Linked DNA regions of Mus musculus: regions 1, 2, 3, 4, 5 and 6 are each linked to region 7. A link is a contact called in public HiCAR-type, HiChIP or PLAC-seq and promoter capture Hi-C data. All regions are on one chromosome and are shown on one strand. Each heading gives the region's core, a stretch centred on a gene start, on an enhancer-like site or on the middle of the called end of the contact. The rest is flanking DNA. Distances are from core to core; before and after follow the strand shown. Region 1 overlaps Dennd1a (DENN/MADD domain containing 1A). Region 2 overlaps Dennd1a (DENN/MADD domain containing 1A). Region 3 overlaps Dennd1a (DENN/MADD domain containing 1A). Region 4 holds the start of Psmb7 (proteasome (prosome, macropain) subunit, beta type 7). Region 5 overlaps Dennd1a (DENN/MADD domain containing 1A). Region 6 overlaps Dennd1a (DENN/MADD domain containing 1A). Region 7 holds the start of Lhx2 (LIM homeobox protein 2).

Evidence for each region. HiCAR-type assays count read pairs that join an accessible place to other places. HiChIP or PLAC-seq counts read pairs in DNA pulled down with a chosen protein or histone mark. Capture Hi-C pulls out chosen DNA fragments and counts their contacts.
Region 1: a contact with region 7 is called in an H3K4me3 HiChIP or PLAC-seq map of embryonic forebrain, with 6 times the contacts expected there. The contact joins the enhancer-like site here to the promoter of Lhx2 in region 7. A contact is called at or near these places in 7 of 39 promoter capture datasets (the C10 cell line, the HPC-7 cell line, cranial neural crest and 4 more), 1 of 484 Hi-C or Micro-C datasets (bone marrow-derived macrophages), 16 of 115 datasets of contacts at active chromatin or transcription factors (bone marrow-derived macrophages, craniofacial prominence, embryonic basal ganglia and 12 more) and 3 of 9 other capture datasets (adipose tissue, liver and macrophages).
Region 2: a contact with region 7 is called in a HiCAR-type map of kidney, with 2.1 times the contacts expected there. The contact joins the enhancer-like site here to the promoter of Lhx2 in region 7. A contact is called at or near these places in 7 of 39 promoter capture datasets (the 3T3-L1 cell line, the C10 cell line, cranial neural crest and 3 more), 1 of 15 datasets of contacts at CTCF or cohesin (the NIH/3T3 cell line), 1 of 484 Hi-C or Micro-C datasets (nephron progenitors), 13 of 115 datasets of contacts at active chromatin or transcription factors (bone marrow-derived macrophages, embryonic basal ganglia, embryonic forebrain and 9 more) and 2 of 9 other capture datasets (embryonic stem cells and liver).
Region 3: an H3K4me3 HiChIP or PLAC-seq map of embryonic forebrain shows a contact between it and region 7, with 8 times the contacts expected there. The contact joins the enhancer-like site here to the promoter of Lhx2 in region 7. A contact is called at or near these places in 9 of 39 promoter capture datasets (the 3T3-L1 cell line, the C10 cell line, the HPC-7 cell line and 6 more), 4 of 484 Hi-C or Micro-C datasets (adipose-derived mesenchymal stem cells, bone marrow-derived macrophages and cortical neurons), 22 of 115 datasets of contacts at active chromatin or transcription factors (the 230-238 cell line, astrocytes, craniofacial prominence and 16 more) and 2 of 9 other capture datasets (embryonic stem cells and pancreatic islet).
Region 4: a promoter capture Hi-C map of liver shows a contact between it and region 7. The contact joins the promoter of Psmb7 here to the promoter of Lhx2 in region 7. A contact is called at or near these places in 6 of 39 promoter capture datasets (the 3T3-L1 cell line, embryonic stem cells, frontonasal cranial neural crest and 3 more), 1 of 484 Hi-C or Micro-C datasets (embryonic stem cells), 10 of 115 datasets of contacts at active chromatin or transcription factors (embryonic basal ganglia, embryonic forebrain, embryonic hindbrain and 5 more) and 2 of 9 other capture datasets (adipose tissue and liver).
Region 5: a contact with region 7 is called in an H3K4me3 HiChIP or PLAC-seq map of embryonic limb bud, with 4 times the contacts expected there. The contact joins the enhancer-like site here to the promoter of Lhx2 in region 7. A contact is called at or near these places in 8 of 39 promoter capture datasets (the HPC-7 cell line, HPC-7-derived erythroid cells, cranial neural crest and 5 more), 11 of 115 datasets of contacts at active chromatin or transcription factors (craniofacial prominence, embryonic basal ganglia, embryonic brain and 8 more) and 2 of 9 other capture datasets (adipose tissue and pancreatic islet).
Region 6: a contact with region 7 is called in an H3K4me3 HiChIP or PLAC-seq map of embryonic forebrain, with 5 times the contacts expected there. The contact joins the enhancer-like site here to the promoter of Lhx2 in region 7. A contact is called at or near these places in 7 of 39 promoter capture datasets (the 3T3-L1 cell line, the C10 cell line, the HPC-7 cell line and 4 more), 4 of 484 Hi-C or Micro-C datasets (bone marrow-derived macrophages, cerebral cortex and cortical neurons), 15 of 115 datasets of contacts at active chromatin or transcription factors (astrocytes, bone marrow-derived macrophages, craniofacial prominence and 12 more) and 2 of 9 other capture datasets (adipose tissue and liver).

Annotation. Positions count from the first base shown.
Region 1 is chr2:37,907,651-37,910,413 of GRCm38.p6, reverse strand. The region is part of intron 13 of Dennd1a (DENN/MADD domain containing 1A); the gene reads left to right. Among named protein-coding and RNA genes, the nearest start is that of Crb2, 130 kb to the right of the region's middle. Within about 2 kb of position 1,488, at least 47 of the 459 cell types and tissues checked have an H3K27ac peak or open chromatin away from gene starts, as enhancers often do. A contact at or near this core is called in embryonic basal ganglia, embryonic forebrain, embryonic limb bud and 1 more, where this site is marked.
Region 2 is chr2:38,039,511-38,042,288 of GRCm38.p6, reverse strand. The region is part of intron 7 of Dennd1a (DENN/MADD domain containing 1A); the gene reads left to right. Among named protein-coding and RNA genes, the nearest start is that of Dennd1a, 250 kb to the left of the region's middle. Within about 2 kb of position 1,263, at least 16 of the 459 cell types and tissues checked have an H3K27ac peak or open chromatin away from gene starts, as enhancers often do. A contact at or near this core is called in kidney, where this site is marked.
Region 3 is chr2:37,968,523-37,971,426 of GRCm38.p6, reverse strand. All of the region lies in intron 11 of Dennd1a (DENN/MADD domain containing 1A), which reads left to right. Among named protein-coding and RNA genes, the nearest start is that of Crb2, 190 kb to the right of the region's middle. Within about 2 kb of position 1,481, at least 18 of the 459 cell types and tissues checked have an H3K27ac peak or open chromatin away from gene starts, as enhancers often do. A contact at or near this core is called in cortical neurons, embryonic basal ganglia, embryonic brain and 3 more, where this site is marked.
Region 4 is chr2:38,642,592-38,645,342 of GRCm38.p6, reverse strand. Psmb7 (proteasome (prosome, macropain) subunit, beta type 7) reads left to right here and starts at 1,437. Exons shown (of 8, transcript NM_011187.1): 1 at 1,437-1,502; 2 at 1,892-1,985. The coding sequence starts at 1,441.
Region 5 is chr2:37,868,479-37,871,178 of GRCm38.p6, reverse strand. The region is part of intron 13 of Dennd1a (DENN/MADD domain containing 1A); the gene reads left to right. Among named protein-coding and RNA genes, the nearest start is that of Crb2, 94 kb to the right of the region's middle. Within about 2 kb of position 1,343, at least 17 of the 459 cell types and tissues checked have an H3K27ac peak or open chromatin away from gene starts, as enhancers often do. A contact at or near this core is called in craniofacial prominence, embryonic limb bud and pancreatic islet, where this site is marked.
Region 6 is chr2:38,012,592-38,015,362 of GRCm38.p6, reverse strand. All of the region lies in intron 9 of Dennd1a (DENN/MADD domain containing 1A), which reads left to right. Among named protein-coding and RNA genes, the nearest start is that of Crb2, 240 kb to the right of the region's middle. Within about 2 kb of position 1,417, at least 59 of the 459 cell types and tissues checked have an H3K27ac peak or open chromatin away from gene starts, as enhancers often do. A contact at or near this core is called in adipose tissue, cerebral cortex, cortical neurons and 8 more, where this site is marked.
Region 7 is chr2:38,350,033-38,352,866 of GRCm38.p6, reverse strand. Lhx2 (LIM homeobox protein 2) reads right to left here and starts at 1,559. Exons shown (of 5, transcript NM_010710.4): 1 at 974-1,559. The coding sequence starts at 1,093. It overlaps Gm27197 (a long non-coding RNA gene), which reads left to right and starts at 2,127. Exons shown (of 2, transcript XR_374289.3): 1 at 2,127-2,834.

The sequences.
Region 1 (2,763 bases), core at 239-2,738, 440 kb after region 7:
TCAAGCCCACAGGCAAAACTGAAACAGATTTGGACTCCTTTCTTTGTGTTTCAAGCATATTTTTGAGGGGTTTGTCTATTTATCCAAATACCATTTTTGAATGCCTACTATGTGTAGCTATGTCAGAGGCCCCATGACAAGGTTGACATGAGCAGCCTTCTTCAGACAGACACCAGTCAGTCAGTGCCAAGGCAGCCCATTATGGTTGCGTGACTCCACCCACATAATGCCTGTGGATCCTTCATTCTCCTTTTCCCTCACTGCATCTTCTAGTCCCCACCTTTATCTTGCTGCTTCTTCAAGAACAAAGAGCTGACTGAATGAAGAGTTTCCTCATTCATGGAGTCTCATGACTTAACTGTGGTCACCTCAGAAGAGCTCAGACTTCTAGCCTGAGAGACCAGTCACTATTCACTATGATGTCAGTTATGTGGAGCACACCAGAATGGCCCCTGAACCTGTCTCACACACTGAGGGGACAAGGGGAACAGAGAGCCCTTTGCTCAGAGCGCTTCGGCAACAGCCACTCAGGTTTTCACTGGCCCTTTTTGTGGCTAATTTTATGATCACAAAGGGCCTCTTGGCTTCAAATGTCCTGTTCCAGGAATAAGCTATGTACCTAAACTGCAACCCTTCTGCCAGAAGCTACAACAGAGTAAACACTACAAGTGTGTTATCAGGGTGACTTGGATTCAGGCAAGTCACAGTTGTGTGAGGTTTGATTCCACATCTTAGTCCACCCATGAATAAGCACTGCCTTCTATGGTCTTGAGAGGTGCTCTTGACAGGATTGTAAAATGCTCCACAAAGCACAGGGCATGTTGCTGGAACTCAGTCTAAGCACTCAGTTCCTTGTGCTATCACTTGTATGGCTACAGAGCTAACAGATTACCCATCAGCTGATGGGAGGTGGTATCCTCCTCATGGACATCTTGCCTGTTTCCTCCACTGGATGATCTTTCTGAGGGGAAGAACTTCCTAGTCATCTGTGTCCCTAGCACACAACTGGGCTTGTGAGATGCTGGTTTAAGGCTCAACTAAAGCTGACCCTCTCAAGCAACTGTGCTGTGACTCCATCTCTCTAGCCTTCAGGGATGGTATCCAGGACTTTGATTGTCCCCAGTGCAGATACAGTTACACACAGTAATGCCAGCTGGTGGAATCATTAAATGATATTTTCACCAGCCCAGGGCCCAGGACATAGTAGGAGCTCATTAAAAGGCTGCTATCATCGTTAATACCTAAAATAAAATAAAAGCAAGAAGGCAAAAATGAGGATGGGCATTGGTCACCCACTTTGGTATAAAGTGTGGACATTGATTGGAAGGCCATTTCAGAGAAGCAAAATGGCCCTTTATTCGTTTTGGGGAAGGGAGGAGGGTTAACGAGAGAGTCTTTTTCAAGTGTTTGCTCCATCTTGCTGCCACTTTACTATGTGTGGCTGCTGTTGCCATGGCAATTCTTTAAGCAATTGAATAGAGCAGCACTGAGTTGTTGCAAACTGGCTCTAATTGCTCCCATGCACCAGGCCTGCCCACATGACACGCTCCACACAGCACTCCCTCTTTCTCATGCGTATTTTCATAAATCTCTGGGCATTGTGCAGCTCCCTTGCCCTTGTGACATTGCCATCCTTGGGCAGAGGGCACAAGAAGCAAGTCTGAGTGGGAGAGAGGGCACCACCAATTTTCCCTGTGTGAGAAGCCTTGCAGACCCCAGGTTTAAGGGGATAGCAGGATGTGGGCTCAGCAGGGCCTTGAAACCAAATAAAACACTCATGGGATAGGTTTATTATATGTATTTGCCATTGTTGGATAATTTAGTCATCTTTTTAAATCCAGCTGTACCATTCCTGTGGCCTCCTGCCATGAGGACCCTGTGAATTGTGTAGTAAGAACTTCTGGCTTTACCCTCAGCAGGACTGGGGAGAACCAGCTTGGGGGAGGGGACGCTGGTGGTTTCGGTACCTTCTAGCGTGTCAGGCAGTGAGCTGGGTATTTCCCATGGATCACTTAGTTCACCAGGACATTGTTCATGGGGTGAAGATAAGGGAGCCAGTATTTCAGAACCATGACTAGTGAGGAAACAGAAGCACAGATATTTATTGTGAACCTTTGTAGCCTGGGCATGTATGACTTAACTAGGCACTAACCTGATTGATCCTAAGCCTGTGCCCTTTCTACTGACACACTGTCTCCCAGTAAAGAGATCAGGCTTAGGTGGCCTGTTTCTGTTTATTTCTTTTGTTTTTGTTTGAGATAAGATCTCAATACTGGGGGGCTGGTGAGATGGCTCAACAGGTAAAAGCACCCGACTGCTCTTCCGAAGGTCCTGAGTTCAAATCTCAGCAACCACATGGTGGCTCACAACCATCCATAACGAAATCTGACTCCCTCTTCTGGTGTGTCTGAAGACAACTACAGTGTACTTACATATAATAAATAAATAAATCTTAAAAAAAAAAATCTCAGTACTATAGTCAGGTTGACTTCAAACTGTGATTTCCCTGCCTCAGTCCCCACAAGAGCCAAGGAACCCTATTGAAGGAAAATTTTAAGCACCAAAGTGTCAATGTGGCCCTCTCTTGATCTTTTTTTTTTTAAAGTAGATTTTTATTCTAGCTCATAATGATTATAGTGTGGGTATCAGAGCCAAGTTAGACACTAAAGCCCTTTTACCACAAGGCTGCCTTCCATGAGTTTACTTGAAAGTGAATATTCCATATGCATTTGAAAACTTGCCTGTCAGTGTTCCAGGAAGCGT
Region 2 (2,778 bases), core at 14-2,513, 310 kb after region 7:
AGCAGCTCCTTTTGTAATGGGCTTGTTGCTGTCAGGTAACTGGGGAGGAGCATACCTGGCTATAGTCAGGTAACTGTGGGGGTGAAATCTAGCCAGAATGCCAGAAGCTTGGGACATTGTCTGTGTGACTTATAGTCGCAGAATTATGGAGTTGGGGGCTCTGTGGTATCAAGCACCTGTCTCTGGGAATGTGGCTCGATGTTCCATTCCTTGAGTTTTCTACTGGGTTGCCAGAGCAAGCCTCATTCAACCAAAATAGGCTGCCTTTCACAGCCCCACAGTTTAGTATGCCACCTGATGGGAAATTTCTGTTCCAGTTGTCTATTTTGCTAGTGATTGAAGTGACTTAAATCAAGACCTTTAACTGTATGGGCTCAGCTTCCTTATCTGCCAAATAGGACATCAAAAGAGGTGTGTAGAATCTTTTCCATAATTCATTTACTAAATTCTTTATCTCTTAGTTGGAAGCTGCCATTGCCTTAATCAGAATTCTGTGGTGGACACCATTTGGCCAGGCACCTATTGTCATGCAGACCCGTCTTCCTATCACAGAGCCCTGGCAGATTAGAGAGTTTTCTCCTCCAGCTTCTCAAGAAGCAGTTACAGTACTGGTTTCAGGGATCAGGAAGGTGTCTGACTTCATAAGGAAAAGTAATGGGTTTTACCAGAATGGTATTAAAAGCCATAGTATTGCCAGTAATAATAACAATAACAATAACAAATCTATTTTAAGTTTCTAATTTATACTAATGTATACCTGTGATGTTCAAAATCGTTCCCAATGTAGGTATTAACATTCTCATGTCATAGAGGAAAGGTTTAGAGAGGAAAGGGCATGTATGTAAAGTCATGCAATTTACAAATGATGAACTAGCCTTTACAATGCTAAGGTAATAGGGAAAAGGAATGGACACAGGGAAGGAGGGAAGGAATTTACTTATGGAGGATTTGCTCTTAGGGAAGTAGAGGCTGCCTGAAAAGATGAGCAAGTGAGCTTTAGACCCAGTCATCACTGAAGCAGAGCAACCCTGCCTTTGTCTCAAGTCTTTTTTCTGAAACACTTGATGTCACTGCTTCAGCCTGTAATAGCATCCGACAGGTAGCTGTGGAGTAGCCAGGCTAGGTCACCAGCTGCCTGGGAGGAAGGGCCACTCCTTCCCCAAATGTCTGCACTGGCAGCATGCTGTCAGGCCTCAAGGACAAGCCAGCTCGGGCAGGAGGAACTATTGGGTGTGCAGCTGTTTCATTCCAGTGGATTCTAGGAATGTTTCTGACCTCCCCTGATCCCCAGCATTTCATGGGCAATGGAGCAAGACAGAATCTCAAAGGACAGCCTGGGGACTGGTTGGTTTGGAGTTATGCTGGCTCACTCTTTACAATCCACTGCATCTGTAAAGGCGGATGTCCCCCCTCTCCACTAGACATTCTTCTTCCCAAAATGCATTTCTGATTTGAAGGTCTGGTATTTCATTTGGAATAGAAATCCTAACATATTTGTGAAATGCCTTATAAAGATACAGCCTGGGCTTTGAATCTTTAACCACTTTCCACAATAGAATGTTTCTGTGTGTCTAATGTTAGGTGATTGAGTAAAGTAGAAATGCAAATTAACAGTTTGAATTATAATAATTGTAAAATAAAAATCCAGTTGTTAATCCTGGTGTGGTAGTGTATTCTGGAAGCAGAAGTAGGGAAGAATCAGTGCAAGCCCAAAGCCCAGTCTGGGCTATGTAGCAATTTCTAGACTAGCTGAAGCTACATAGTGAAACACTGTGTCAAAATCAATAAAATAGTAAGTAAGTAAAGTACCACTTTTTGGTAAGCTAAGTGCTTCATGTAGAAGTGTTTTCTCAGGTTATTGTGTATAAATGCAGAGACATAAAGAGTCTGTGGATACAGTGGATAGGGCCTGGGTATGGCATGACTGGCTCCAGCGTAGATCCTCCACATGTTCACTGATCTTAGACTATCTGCCTCTCTGAACATTAATCATGTCCATTTGTAATATGGAGATAATATCTATCTTCAAATTTTATTGTGGCAACTAGAAATGATGTTTATAAAGTATTTAATATAAAATTTTCCATAAGCAGGTGTTCAATAAATATCTTTTAAGTGTCAGACTAGCAGCTCATTATTACCATCATTGGCACAGCTTGTCTCCAGGACCTTTTATTTTAGAACGAAGATACGACTCACTTTTCAAGAAACCTACTTATTCTTCCATTACCCAGGAGTATAAGGGGTTGGGGGGGAGGTCCAGATTGGAACTTAGGCCATGGCTGAGCTGAACCTTTCTGCCCATGACCTTTCCTGGCCTTTCACAATCCATCTTTAATTGGCCAGCACAAGGCTCCTTCCAGTGCCACTTACCATTATCTTCTGAGCCTTTAACTGCAGCCAAGGAGGTGGCATTAGTTCAGCCAGTTTTCATTTAACTTGGAGATATGAGCTTGTTACAAACATGGAGATGTCTCATTGCAAGTCTTTGAAGTCAAGTCTTCAACCTCTCCCAGGCTTCATGACAATCGCACTGCAAGTGAGGAGCTTATTCTCCATTGGCAACCATCTGTAGCCCTTTCATGTGGCATGAGTAGCCTTTGGCTGGAACTGTCCTGAGCAGATTTTGATTACAGTATAGATTGATGTGACCTTAGATGCTAAAATGGAGTAGCAGGATTGGTTGGGATATCCTGTCACTTAATGAGTGATTGTAGTGTTATTTGGTTGCTAAGAGTCCTCTGCCTTATTGAACAGCAAACTATAGAACTGGCTACT
Region 3 (2,904 bases), core at 232-2,731, 380 kb after region 7:
TACCTATTTAGCAACCTATCTGTGGTGGCCAGAAGAGGTAGGTATGACGCAGCTACTGTCCTCAGTGTTTGCTCAGCACCAGCTGTGTCATCTTATAATAAATGGCCCAGGCTCTATGTGGGACATTCCCAAGCTCAGTCACTTATTTTAGAACTTTAGTTTGTTGTTTATGAATTGAGACCCCAATGTCTACTGCACAAGGATATGGGAAGACTTTAAATTAGATTATAATATAAAGCCATTTTCTAGGTGCAGGTCTGTATGGAAAAGGGTAGGTTAAAACCATAATTTTAAGGGGCTAGTAATCAAGCACATGAAGAACACCATGGGAAGTATCACTGAACCTGTTGTCCCTTGTACTTGACTAAGGAGTTGGAAACCATAACTTGTTATAGGAGCTAGAGTCAGGAAGAGTTCCTAGAAAAGCAGGGAGGAGCCAGGCTGTCTCACTAAATACTCTCTCCCCGGTCCCACCAACAGAAAAAGGGAATAAAGAATGTCAATTTCTTGACTCTTACATGAAAGTTTCCAGCAATGATGGAGTAAAGGGTATGAAGTTTCACTCTCTACTCCACTGTATAGAGGCTGTTTTGGGATAGACTTGGAAGATTGTGGCTTAAGGAGAAATGGCAGAACTCAGCTTAAAGGGGGGAGGGCCTACCAATATTGAACTGGCTGTCTCTGGAGAGAACCTGTGCATTTGTCAGTGATTCCCCCCAGTCTTGTTTCCCAGCCCACAAAGAGGGGAGCCAGAGCTGTGTGCCTTGTCTAGAGGTGGCAGGTGAAAAGCTGAAACACCAACCTTGGGGCTTTCTGGCCACCCAAACAAGCTCCAGGTACCTGTGGGTACTCTACTGAGGCAAGGTCTACTCTGTGTCAGATTTTCCTAGGGCCCATCACAAAGGAGGCCAACAGCCCCTGAAGTTCAGAGATCATGGTATAATTGTCCCTGAGTTCTTTTAGCCCAACAGCTCTTGTGAATGACTAACCAATGTGAGTGGCCACTCAGAAGAGGCCCCACTGGAGAGCAGGCCCTCTGCTGGTCTGGGATGAGGTCTCAAGCTGGGTTAATGAGCATCAGTGCTTACTACCATGTGAGGTGGGGTGGCCCTGACCTGGGAGTGTTTGTCCCACTTCCCTCCCCTGCCAAGCTTCTGTTTCTATTTAAAGCATGCTGGGAAATTCCAGTGGGTTCTTAAGGCTCTCTGAGCTGTGGACTTCGATTTTAATTTTGTGGGGCAGGAAGGAGTCCATCAGTGACTCCTGGCTCCAAAACAAAGCTACCACGTTTATCAACTGCTTGGCAGCTTGGTGACCTCTGGGTCAGAGAAAGGGAAGAAACATGTCACATTTCCTCTATTCGTACCCAAGATTTCAGGAGAATCAAGAGCTTAGGTTCCCATTTGCCTCTCCTCTTCCCATCTATACTTGCCTCTTTCCTCTTATTTCTTTGCTTTCCTCCTAGGAGGCCACCGGATCCCCAAGCTGTTCTTTGTTATGTGCTCATATATATGCGCATGCATTTGGCTACATTTTATATGTGCTGAGTAGTACAAAGAACACTGCAACCATGTGCTTCTAACAACACAGACATACTATTTCATCTCTTTAGCCTTGGTTTTCTCATCTATCAAATGGGTTTGATACTCCAGCAAAAGCTCTTGAGGTCTATTATATTTGTCAGAAGAAACAGTTGTGTCAGAGTAAGTAGGGAGTGGTGTCGGTGTAAGCTGAATCCCATGCTCCTGAGCTATGTGTTTTTACTCTCAGACCCTGAGGATCCCTCTTTGTCATATAAGGGTATCCGAGATTAAGATGATATACACAAACGGTTGGGCCACACAAGTGCACAACGAGTGGCTATCATTGTGTTGCTGCAGACATCAGACAGAGGTGATGGATACAGAATGCATAGGAGCTTCTGTCACTTGCCAGTCCCTCAAGATTTTCTGTGACCTTCAAGTTCTGTAATCCCAGGCATCCAATTAGCAGGAGAAATGACTACATAAAACCCAGAAGTAGTCACTCAGTATAAATTTTTGATAACAAACTATTGAGATGTCATTTGGGTTGGGTTTCATTTTAACTATATCCTCTACCTTCAAAATTAAAAACAAAGAAACAAACAAACAAATGCAACCCACTATTGAAAAGACTTGCTTGAGAGGGCATCTTAGCTGAGCAGGAGGCAAGTCATTTACCCTTTCCCAAAGGGATGAACTGAGTGAGCCATGGTGGCCATGGTAATGAGGATATGAGTTCTATCAAAACAGTGTGTTTCTGGGTGGTGGTAGTACACGCCTTTAATGCCAACACTCCAGAGACAGAGGCAGCTGGATCTCTGAGGTCGAAGCTAGCCTTGTCTACATAGTGAATTCCTGGATAGCCAAGCCTACATAGAGAAACCCTGTCTGGAAATAACAAACAAACAAACAAAGCATAGTATGCAGGAACCCGAGAGACGACTTGGTAGATAAAAGCAGTTACTGTGCAAGCCTGAGATTCTGAGTTTAATCCCGGAGTCCACATGGCAGAAGGAAAGAGCTGACCCTCCAGGGTTGCCCTCGAAATGCTGATCCATAGCATACATACATACAACAACAATAATAGTAAACAAGATAAAAAAGAAAAACTAAGTTCCATCCTGCACACCTTTCCCACCCCCAGTTATCCCATGTTGGGCTCTTTGGTGCTGCCACTGGGAGCCTGTGCAGAGTAGATGTCCAAAATTACTCTGGTCATGACTGACTACACAGACACAAAATACATATTTGTTCTTTTAAAAATGCACTTATGATCATATGTAGCAAGTATCTATGTACCTATATTACAGATGACACGGGATTCAACTGTTTTTAAAAAGCCTGTCCTAGGCCCCTAAGATCCAGACCAGCCTCTCTTGTT
Region 4 (2,751 bases), core at 188-2,687, 290 kb before region 7:
TGGTTCTAGATCCTTAGGATGTTATTCATTCATTCATTCATTTATCTATCCATCCGTCTGTCTTCAGCTACAATCATAATAGGACATAGTAGGTGCTTAATAAATATTTGTAAATGAATTCATTTCACAGTCATGGAGGGTGTCACTTATTGCCTAAATAAGTTTAAAAATATTTTCCTGACTTCCGCAGCAAGCCTCACATTTCCATCAGTAGAAGATTTTCTTAAAATTACATAACACTGCACTCATAGTGCTGGGTAACATTATGAATTCTGTGCCCATAAACAATCCAGTGCCTCTCCTTCAGCCTTAACAACTACTGATTCACTTTATGCTTCTGCAGATTTGCCTATTTTGAGATACTTCATACAAATGGAACTCTCTAAGGCTGGGGAGATGGCCCAGAGGGAAGATGACTGAAAGAGTAAAGTGGAGAGTGGTGGAGGACTCCCAACATTAACCATACACCCACATGTACCCACAGGCATGTGAACATGATTACCACATGAATGTATAGTATATCACATGTGAATGTAATTATACAATGTGGTTCTTCTTCTCCATGCCTAGTCTCTTTATATTTAGCAAATTGTTTTCCAGGGTCACCCCTGATTTAGTAGGTATCACATTCCCTTCCCTTTTACGGCCTAATACTGTTTCACTGTGCTGATATTCCACATTTTGTTTACTCATTCATCCGTCAATGGGCATTTGTGTTGTTTCCCGATTTGCCTGTTAGGTACCTGGTTGCTATGCTCATTTGCCTAGAAGCATCTGTGAACTTAGCTTTCCAGTTCTTCTGGGTAGGTATGACAGTGATAATTTTGGTTTAAGATCCAGTTCGTTTTCCGGAGCAGATGACCGTTTTATATTCCCACCTGTCACAGAGAGTTTTTCTCTGTCCAACTCCAGTCATTGTAGTGGGTCCAAAGCAGTGTCTCACTGGGGGCTTGGGGTTGCCTTGTCCTCGTGACTCAGGGCACGAAACGTCTTTCCATGTGTCTGTTTGCCTTTCTGAGGAAGGTGAAAGCTCCGTTACACACTAACAGTAGGAAATAAGGGAGTTGAAAGGGATTTGCTCAGCGGCTTTGCCTGGACCTGGGGTGTGTGGATGTCCCTGATACACGCCGGATTCTAGTTTAACCGCAGAAACAGATCTGGTCTGAGCGTCAGGAGATTTGGTTATTGGGGGAATTTTATTATCTGATTTAACAAATTCCATCCCTTCGGCTGATCGTCAGTTTCCCCTTCCCAGGACTTGAGGCAAAACTACTTCAAAGACCCAAGCCTCTCTAGGAAGTGAGAACTCAAGAACTCTATGTCCAAGAGCGCCAGTTCGAAGTTTGCCCCGCCCTCTCGTCCCGGTCTCTCGCGGCGCCGGAAGTGCTAAGTTCTTTTTTTGTCGCTCCGCCCTCGGCCCGGAAACACTTTCTTGGCAAGATGGCGGCTGTGTCGGTGTTTCAGCCACCGGTCGGAGGCTTTTCTTTTGATAATTGTCGCAGGTGTGTTCATGCCCGGGGGCGCGATCGGGACCCGAGTGGGAACTCTGTACGCCGGATCGGAACTGGGCTGCGGCCGGGGTCGGGGGCGTGAGGCGAGCGTGGGGATGGTGCCCGCGGCCGTGTGACTCAGGGAATCGGGCCCCAGCGCGGGCTGCTTCTGAGGCCGGCGCGGCCCTCTCCCCTTGCCAGTGTGTAAGGATTTGGACTTTCCTGTGGCTTTGGAGGGATTGGGTCACCGCCCCGATCTGTAATTCCTCGCCGATGGTGCTAATAATGGGAGAATCCAGTGATCACACTGGGGTGGAAGAAAATTGAGTTCCTTCCTAAGCACCCACTCTTCTCGCCAGTGGTCTTGTCCTCTAACACTTGATTTCTGTGCCTTCCCTTAGGAATGCTGTCTTGGAAGCGGATTTCGCAAAAAAGGGGTTCAAGCTCCCGAAAGCTCGGAAAACTGGCACTACCATCGCGGGGGTGGTGTATAAGGTAAGCCTAGACAGGCCGACCGTAGCGGTAACTGACCTATTAACCGTAGTTAGACCACTTGGACTCAAGCTTCCAGCTAGAACTGTCAGAGTGCATCATGAGAATCGGCTTTTATTAGGGAATGCCTTGATCAAGAGGTTTTACATGTTAAATAGTTTGTATTTACTCATTTTGAAGTTTTACACATGAGGGCAATTTGGCTTTTCCTAAGGTACTCTAGGAAGCAGGATGCTACAATGGGAAAGCACAGAATTTGGGATTAATTGGTTTGTTTAGATGTTTAATGCTTCCATACTGTTTCTAGTGAACTACTTGGGCAGTTTAGTCCCCCCCCCCCCCCCCCCCTTTGAGACAGGGTCTCATTATATAGCCCCGATTGTTGTAGATCAGGCTGCTTTAAACTAGAAATTTACCTGCTTCTGCCTCCACAACGTTGGGAGAGCCACTCTGCCCTCAGCCTTTTTTTTTTTTTTTTACAGAGTTAAATCTCTATCCATCAAATGGAGATAAATCCTGAAATAAACTGTAAAGATAATAAAGGCTAGCGATTAATGTTGTTAGTGGGGTGAAGAGAGTCACATTTCAAAAACTAATAGAGGTGACTGTTTCCTAAATTTTCTCTGTGTATGTGCTTGTACATATGCTATGGGACAAGTGTAGAGGTCAGAGAACAACTTGGTGGAGTCCATTCTGAGCTTCATGTGGCTTCTTACAATGGAATTCAGTTTTCCAGGCTTGCCCGACTAGTGTATTGTACTTGCTGACC
Region 5 (2,700 bases), core at 94-2,593, 480 kb after region 7:
CTTTACAGAGCATTAACCTGAATTTAGAGTGGCTGGCAGCATGTCCAAGACCAGTGCAGATAGAATAGGAGCTCAGCCACTGGAGGCTGACATAACAAAGGATTGCCTATTCTGCTAGGTAAGACCACAGAGTTGGGAGATTTATACACTTTGCAACAGGGAGCCTGGCTTTAAGAGCCCCTTTGGTTTTTTTTGTTTGTTTGTTTGTTTTTGTTTTTTTTTTTCTTTTTCTTTTTTTTTCTTTTTCCATTTTTTATTAGGTATTTAGCTCATTTACATTTCCAATGCTATACCAAAAGTCCCCCATATCCACCCACCCCCACTCCCCTGCCCACCCACTCCCCCTTTTTGGCCCTGGTATTCCCCTGTACTGGGGCATATAAAGTTTGCAAGTCCAATGGGCCTCTCTTTCCAGTGATGGCCGACTAGGCCATCTTTTGATATATATGCAGCTAGAGTCAAGAGCTCCGGGGTACTGGTTAGTTCATAATGTTGTTCCACCTATAGGGTTGCAGATCCCTTTAGCTCCTTGGCTACTTTCTCTAGCTCCTCCATTGGGAGCCCTATGATCCATCCATTAGCTGACTGTGAGCATCCACTTCTGTGTTTGCTAGGCCCCGGCATAGTCTCACAAGAGACAGCTACATCTGGGTCCTTTCAATAAAATCTTGCTAGTGTATGCAATGGTGTCAGCGTTTGGATGCTGATTATGAGGTGGATCCCTGGATATGGCAGTCTCTACATGGTCCATCCTTTCATCTCAGCTCCAAACTTTGAAGAGCCCCTTTGTTAAAAGTGGTAACATCTCCTCACTTATGCCACAGGACCAGGCTGTTGAGGTGGGTACACAAGTAGTGGTGCCCACACTGATCTGTGAGAGAACCAGTGGATGGGGGTCATTCAGAGTGAGTTTACACTGGGACTAGAGAAATGGCTCATCAGATAAGAGCACTGGCTGCTCTTCAGAAGACTCTGGTTCTATTTCCAGCATCTACATGGTGGCTCACTACTGTCTATAACTCCAGGTCCAGAAAATCTGACATCCACTTCTAGACTCTGTGGGTACAGACATCCATGCAAGAAAAAAACACCCACACATATACATACATACATACATACATACATACATACATACATACAATAGAAAAATTGAGGTAAATTTTAAAAAGTGACTTTACACAATGAAAATTATCATCGAGGGCATACAGGGTCTGGAGGGGAGAGAAGCTGGCATTTTTTGGCCCAGCAAATAGCTGTCCATCTGCTCTCTGTCAGAATATGTTAGGAGTGCATCTGGATTGCTGCCCCAGAGCCTCAGCTCCGGGCGGGTCATGTGGTCGTCTCCACGACAACTCCAGGAGTGCTGGAAACTGCTGTACTTGGAGCCAGATGCTGCTCTGCACATGTGGTCTAATTAGCCGGGGTTCCCTGCCTCCTCTGCCTCTCACCCCTCCCTGCATACACTACCTTTTCTTTTCCCTGCCTCCCTCCTTTCCTAGCCTTCCTTGCATCCTCTGGCTGGCTGTGTACTCTGTTTGCCTTCTCTTCCAGCATCCCTGTTATCCTATGCAGGAAGCTAGTGATACTCCAGACACCTCTGCCCCTGAGAAAGACACCTCTGGAGTGGGAACTGACAGGTGACTAGGCAAGGCAATGACTAGCCCCAAATGCTCTTGCAGTGGAAAGCTTGGGTGCTCAAGACCTACAGAAGGTTCAGCAAAGACCATGACAAGTGTCCCATCCCAAGTCTGCTAGATTTTTGAGTTAGGTTTTATAAGACATGAAAAATTCCCCAGGAGAAGATGTGGCACGTGAAAAAGCAGAGGTCAATGGAACCTTCTGGAGAACTGGTTACTGGAACCAAGGTATTTGGAGAATGAGAAGCTGAGGTGGGGTATCAGGCTTCTCTCCACCTCTGAACTTTACTTGGTTCTACAGGCACTAGGAGCCAGTAAATGGGGGTGACATGGCAGCTGTTGTGGGTGAGCCAAGCCCCTTCAGAAATGTGCTGCAAAGCCTCCGTAGGACTCTTTCATTGCTGGATGGGAAATGCTTGGGAAAGAATAGTCAGAATGTGCTGAGAAGTGAATTTTTGTGTCTTCTGCAGAGCCAGCACCCACCATTTCTTGAATCATTAGCTCTCAGGAAAATGTGCCCAATGAGGAAGGAGCATCTTCCTTTCTCATCCTATATATGATGTGCTTGTATACCCCAGACAGCAGCTCCTATCTGCTTCCTGCCCAACCCAGCCTGCTCTCTGCTCACAGCCTTTCATCCCACTCCACTTAACCCACCCCTGCCCTTCGTGGGTGCTCTGCTTTCACATCACCCCTCCCTTGGCAGCCTCTCCCTACTTTGTCTGGACAGGATCACCTTGACCATAGGTATTTGTTGAAGGGAGGGTTCTGGCATTGCCACCTCAGATGTGATATGAACCTCAAATGATATCTAAAAAGAACCGGGAAGGACATTACTGGCCCTTTGCATGTTCCTATAGGTAATTTCTGTCAACATCCTTGACAGAGATGTGATTTAAGACCTTCAATATGAAGTGAAGGGTCTCTCCCTTGTACGCCTAAGGAAACAGACTTAGAGAGGCTCTCTAGCTTCTCTCCTGGAGTTCTGGGCTGCACTGAGCCCTTCTGAGGCTGAGGCTGAGGCTTCAGGTCATCTAAGCTCAGCACCAAAGACACTGGACTC
Region 6 (2,771 bases), core at 168-2,667, 340 kb after region 7:
TTGTGCATACTCATATGTCCACAGGTATATTTGCATGTGTGTATGTCTATGGCATCTGTGATTATCATATTCCCATTAGTTTTTGTAACAACCCCAGGAGCAACTTGGTTTCATTACCCTTTTGTACATAAAAATACTAACAACCAAAAAGTTGAAATGCCTTGTATAAGATGAGCTGAAGAGATAAAATTAAAAACCACTTCTTTTGGGAACAAGACCCTCTGGCTACCTCATACTGCTTCCTTGGTAACTCTCCACTTGTCATGAGTACCTCATGACACTTGTGCACCCAGAAAAATTCTTGGCTTGATTCCAATGACCATAGATCTGAGTGCGTGCTTGCTGTTGCCTTCACATGCACACAGCTAAGCTCTTCACTTCAGATTTCATAAGCAACAGCCCCCCCCCCCACACACACACACACACTACCACCATGTGCCCAGCTCAAATCTTGGCACAAGGGATGCACACCTCCCTCTCTTGGCCAATGCCCCTTCCTCTACCATTGTCAGTGCTTTGTTAGACTTCATGTCTGCCCAGTCTCCCCAGCTACCTTGATCAGAGTGTGGGGGTAGGACTCTGAGCCAGCACAATGGCTTCAGGGGCCATGGGCTGTACTTCTTCCAGCTTTCTGTTTCTTGACTGTAACTGCCCCCATTATAAGTTAGGGGTGCTAGAAGAACTTTCGAAACCCCAGACTCTCCAGCTAATTGATGTAAAGTCATATTTACTTCACTAAGGGATTTATTTAGACTATCCAGGGGATGGGTGAAGAAAGCACTATTCGATGGCAAATCAATTATGCAGTTGAGTTTCCACATGTAATTATGAATAGATCCCATATATAATTACATTAGTATGCATTAATGTAATTATAGTTTACAATTAAAATTTTTCTAGTATACCTCATTTAGAGAAAAGAAAAAAACTAACACAAAGCTATTTTTTCCGTTTCTTCTCAGCTAGACAAACACACATTTTCCCCAGAGAATGTAGGACTTGGGTAGGGTCTGTGTACTGATGCCCTGGACAAGTGGTAGGTGATAATTGTGTCTTGTCGCCACACCCCCAGCTTGGCCTTTGTAGATGTTTCAGTGTTCACGAGAAGTCCTGGATCCTTTCCCAACCTTGCCTGCCCCATCATACTCACTCATACAGACAGCAGTCCATTGTCTGTGCACACCATCTGCTCTGGTGACCTGAGAAAGGACAGTTTGTAGCTGAGACACATTTTCAGATTTGCTTTAATTTTCACTTCTTTTTGGAGGAACTCCACCTTAACATGGCTGTGTCAGCCCAGGCGGTGGCCAGGCATCTTACCAGCATGTGCAAAGCTTTCCTGGTTCTGCACGAGAACAAACTAATCCTGTTTGCTTATCTGTAGCCCTTGAAGCAAAGAAGAGAGTGGCAGTTTAAGGAGGTTTGAAACACTGGACTTGAGCCAGGGCCTCTTTGCCTGCACACTCCACTCTGCATGTTCCAGCCGTAGGAACAAACTGCATTATTTTGTTTCAAACTGTGCTCAAGGGAAGCCAAGACCTTGTAACTGGAAACTTCCCAAACAGTGAAGTCTAAGACTAAATTTAGTGTTCTATTTAAAAAATAAAATAAATCGAACATTTTGTTTGTTCATCTTTTATATGTTGAGAGAGGGGGTGGGGTTGAGATTAACCTAGTCACACTGACAACCTAAGAAGAGTATTCAAAGAAGTGAGAAGCAAGCTAATCCTTTTGGTGAAGAGGGAAATCCTTAACAAAATGTAATGAAGTGGCATGAAATACAGGCTCAGCAGCCAAACTCACGAGTAGCATAGCCTCTCTAATCTCCATTACATAAAATTTTATCGTGGCTCAGAGAATATGAAAAACCATTCAAAGTAAATGAAAGAAACCTCCACTGATAGGAAGCAGGAGAAAAGATTGCTATGTTTTATTTATGTCGGTTTTTAAAACATAAATATAATTCACTGCTTTTTGAACTGTATTCATTTAATTATGTGTAAGTTGGTTTTCTTCTGTTTACCTTGAACTGTAACTGGAGCAAGAAGAGCCTTGTGATGTCGAGGAGACTATAATACAATAGTGTGTTAGCAGTAGAGTGTGTGATTCTTTAATACAACCTCAGCCCACCCCAGTTGCCACACTGATTTTTATCCTCCTCTGTTGCCACTTCTGTAGTTGGAACAAACACTGAACACCTGCTTTGGACTAGACAGAGCATTCAGATTATAAGCAATTCCAAATACTGTTAGAAACACCCAGGATCCATGCTTAAAAAGCAGGTTCACAGACAGCATCTCCAAACACTTCAGTTCAAAAGGTCTAGTGAAGAACCCAGGATGTTTTATTTTGTTTTTCCAGATTTCCCTATTGATTGATATGCAACCAGATTTGGGTTCATGGAGCATACTGTTCTTCCCCTCAGGAACAATATTAATTTGTTGGTATTGTTGGTTATGTACCACTGGTTCATCTCCACTTAGAACTGTATAACTGAGATTGTACATGTTTGTTTAGAAAGCAGTCGTGAAGACAGACTAGCACTTAGTTCTTTGAGAGATCTTCTCTTTGTGAGTTTTGGTTGTGGCCTTGGCCAGTCTAGAGAAGGGCATCTCTAGGCATAATCCAGCTTCTCATAGTGCTGTGGAGGCTAGAGCAACCCACCATGTGACTCAGGATGCATTGGTGAAAATAGATCTAGAAGCAAGATAGGGATTTTTAGCCACTTCGTTAAAACATACCTAAAATTATATTACTTGAGCAATAGGGGC
Region 7 (2,834 bases), core at 310-2,809:
CAGAGGCAGCAGGGTTCCTGGCCCCAAGCCTCAGTAGCCTCTTGATCCTTAGACCAAAGGTTCAGCCCAGGGCAAGTCCAGCAACTTCTGGTTCCCGCTTGGGTCTTGCGAGTAGGTTAAGTGGGATACAGGGCGACCTTCCAGGAGGGTGCAAGGCAGGCCCATGTGAAATTTTTTTCCTAATAAAACTGAGCAGCGGAGGTTTATCCGGAAAGAAAGGCTTAGGGGAAACCCGGAGGTCACGGAGCTGTGGCTCTAGAAGGGAGAAACTCGGGCCAGGCTTCCCACCTCCTCGGTCTCTAAAGGTCACTGCAGCCGCTGCTTAGGCAGCGTCTGCTAGTCTGGCCCCGGGGGAGGCTATTTGGGGCCGGGACAGCAGAGCCAGGTACAGAGAACCTAATGGAGTCTCCTTCCGCAGAAGCCAGGCCGGTGACTGAACTCCGAACCATTGCCTGGCCAAATCTAGCCAGTTAGGAACACGGGTCACGATCAACGGAAAGTGCTGGCCCAGATGTCGCAGGGCCCTGAAACTGAGCTAAGGAGAGAATCCCAGACTGCCAGAAGACTGAAAGCGATTCAAACCAGCTAGGGCTTCCACCGGTTCTCCCTTTTCCCGAGGCGTCGGCGCCAGCACCAGGAGCAAAGTAGTGGAGAGTCAGGTCTGTGGACCGGAGCGCCTCCGGGAGCGGAGAGAAGAGAGTGGCCTCCACTTCCACTCCCCTTCCACTTCTAGAACAACGTTCTCCTCCACCCTCGCAGTCCAGATCTGGGTTTCAACCTTGACTCCCTCCTCCTCTCTAGCAGCTGAGTTTCCCCTGAGTCTGGTGCCCCGGGCCTTGCACCCTGTCCGAGGATTCCCCAGCCTTGGTCCCGTGCGTCTCGGAGGACTCTACCTAAAGTTCGGGGAACAGAGGCGCTGGCTGGCCCCGCCAGGTCCCAGCTCTCAGCCCCAACTCCACAGCCGCGCGCCTACCGTCTCCGTGTCGCCGCGGTCGATGGCGGAGCTGATGGCCGGAGCCTCGCTCTTGGCCCTGCGGTCCATCTCGTCGATGACCCCGTGCACCTCGGGGCCCGACAGACTGTGGAACAGCATCGCGGCGGGACCGGGGATGCGGCTGCCCCGAGGAAGGGCTTGCCCCCCGCCTCAGCTGCCTGGCGCTCCCGGCGTTAACCGGCCCAGTGCATCGCCACCGCGGCCCCGGCCCCGCCCGAGCTCGGCTGCGCCCCCAGGCTGGGCTCCGGGCCGCGGGCGCCTGCGGGCCAGGACGCCTCCCGCCGAGGCGTGGGGGCAGCTACATCGCGGGGCGCCTGGACGGCGGCGCCGAAGCCAGGGTCACAAGGGCAGGGGGTGAGGTGGGGGCGGGAGACCAGGGCAGAGGTCGGCGCCCGCTGTGGGCGCTTTCACGCCGCAGGCATCGCTAGCTGGGTTCTGGCGCCCAGGGCGCAAATCAGGGGCGCAAACTCTGCCCCAGGCGGCGGTGGCTGCAGTCGGGGTTCACCCAGGAACAGCTAGGTGCCCGCGGCGGCCCAGATGCCTGCACGTCTCTTCCCCCCGGGGTGTGTTCCCAACCAAAGGCGAACTGGAGTAGGGGGTCTCCGCGAAGCCTGCGAGCTGAGCCGAGCCACTGGGAGAATTGAAGAGGAGGAGGAGGAAGAGGAGGAGGAGGCGGCGGCGGAGGAGGTGGAGGAGGAGGAAAAAGGAGGAGGAGCAGAGTGGGAGGAGGAGCCGACGGCCGCGGGCCCAGCCGCGCGCAACGCTACCCAAGCGCGCGCCGAGCTCAGCCTCGGCTCTGCAGTCCGCGCCAGCGCAAGCCTCCGCGCCTTTTCTACAGCCGCGCCTGACATCACGTCCTGCCGCCGTGCCATTGGCCGCCCGCCGCCCCAGGCCTTGGCAGCGCGTGCTCCGGGAAGGCGGGAGACCCAAAGGGAGGGGAAAGGCTAGAGGAGGAGAGGAGCGGAGAGAGGAGGTGGTGGGAGCTGGTGGGCGAGGCTGGAGGAGGAGGCGCAAGGGAGGGAGAAGGGAGAGCGCGGGGTTTGGAGTTTTCTAGGCTGCGAACAGTTTCCTGTGTTTCTTCAGGAAGAAAAATTAAACCTTTCCTGGAGTCTCTGTCCTAAAAAAGCGCTGCCAAAGGATGCTTGAGGAAGTCTCCATTCTCCCCCTTGGCCTCTGGAACCTGGGGTTGAGGAGGGGCAGAGAAGACAGACCAGGAGTACTGTTTCAAGAGCCTTCGGCTGCTTCCCGCCCATCTGGGCTTCGGTCTGGGGCGCTACTCTCTGCGCTGCGTTTAGCAGCGCAGCCCTCCCGGGGACCAGGCGCAAGTGCCACCAGAGCAATGACTCCCAAGGGTAGCGGGCCGGCCAGCATATCCTCTCTTCAAGTGAGCTAGGGACTATACTGCCAGGCGTGTAGCTCCTGGATTTCTCCAAAGCTCTGCAGTCTGGAGGCATGTCTTTAGGAACTCAGAAAAAGAAACAAGGAGTCCATAGCTCTCTCCCATGTACGTGCAGTGTGATCCGGAGACAGTGACTCAACCTCCTTTACAATGTTTGACTTTCTCAAAGGGAAACAAGAAGGCCCCCTCCTTTTAGGTGTTTGGGTGTGATGAAAGAAATGAGTGGAAAATATATAGAGCATAGTAGGCACTCAGCGAATTTCTTAATCGCTCCCTCTTTTTCTTTTCCTATTTGGATCTTCTCACTCCGGGATATACTTGGCAGTTCTTAAAGACCAGAGGCCTATTCTCTTCCTTCCTATGGGGTACTCCATCCCACTAGCTCTCCCACTCTGGACCCACCCTGCCACCTGGTTGCACAAGAACTAACAATAACATGGC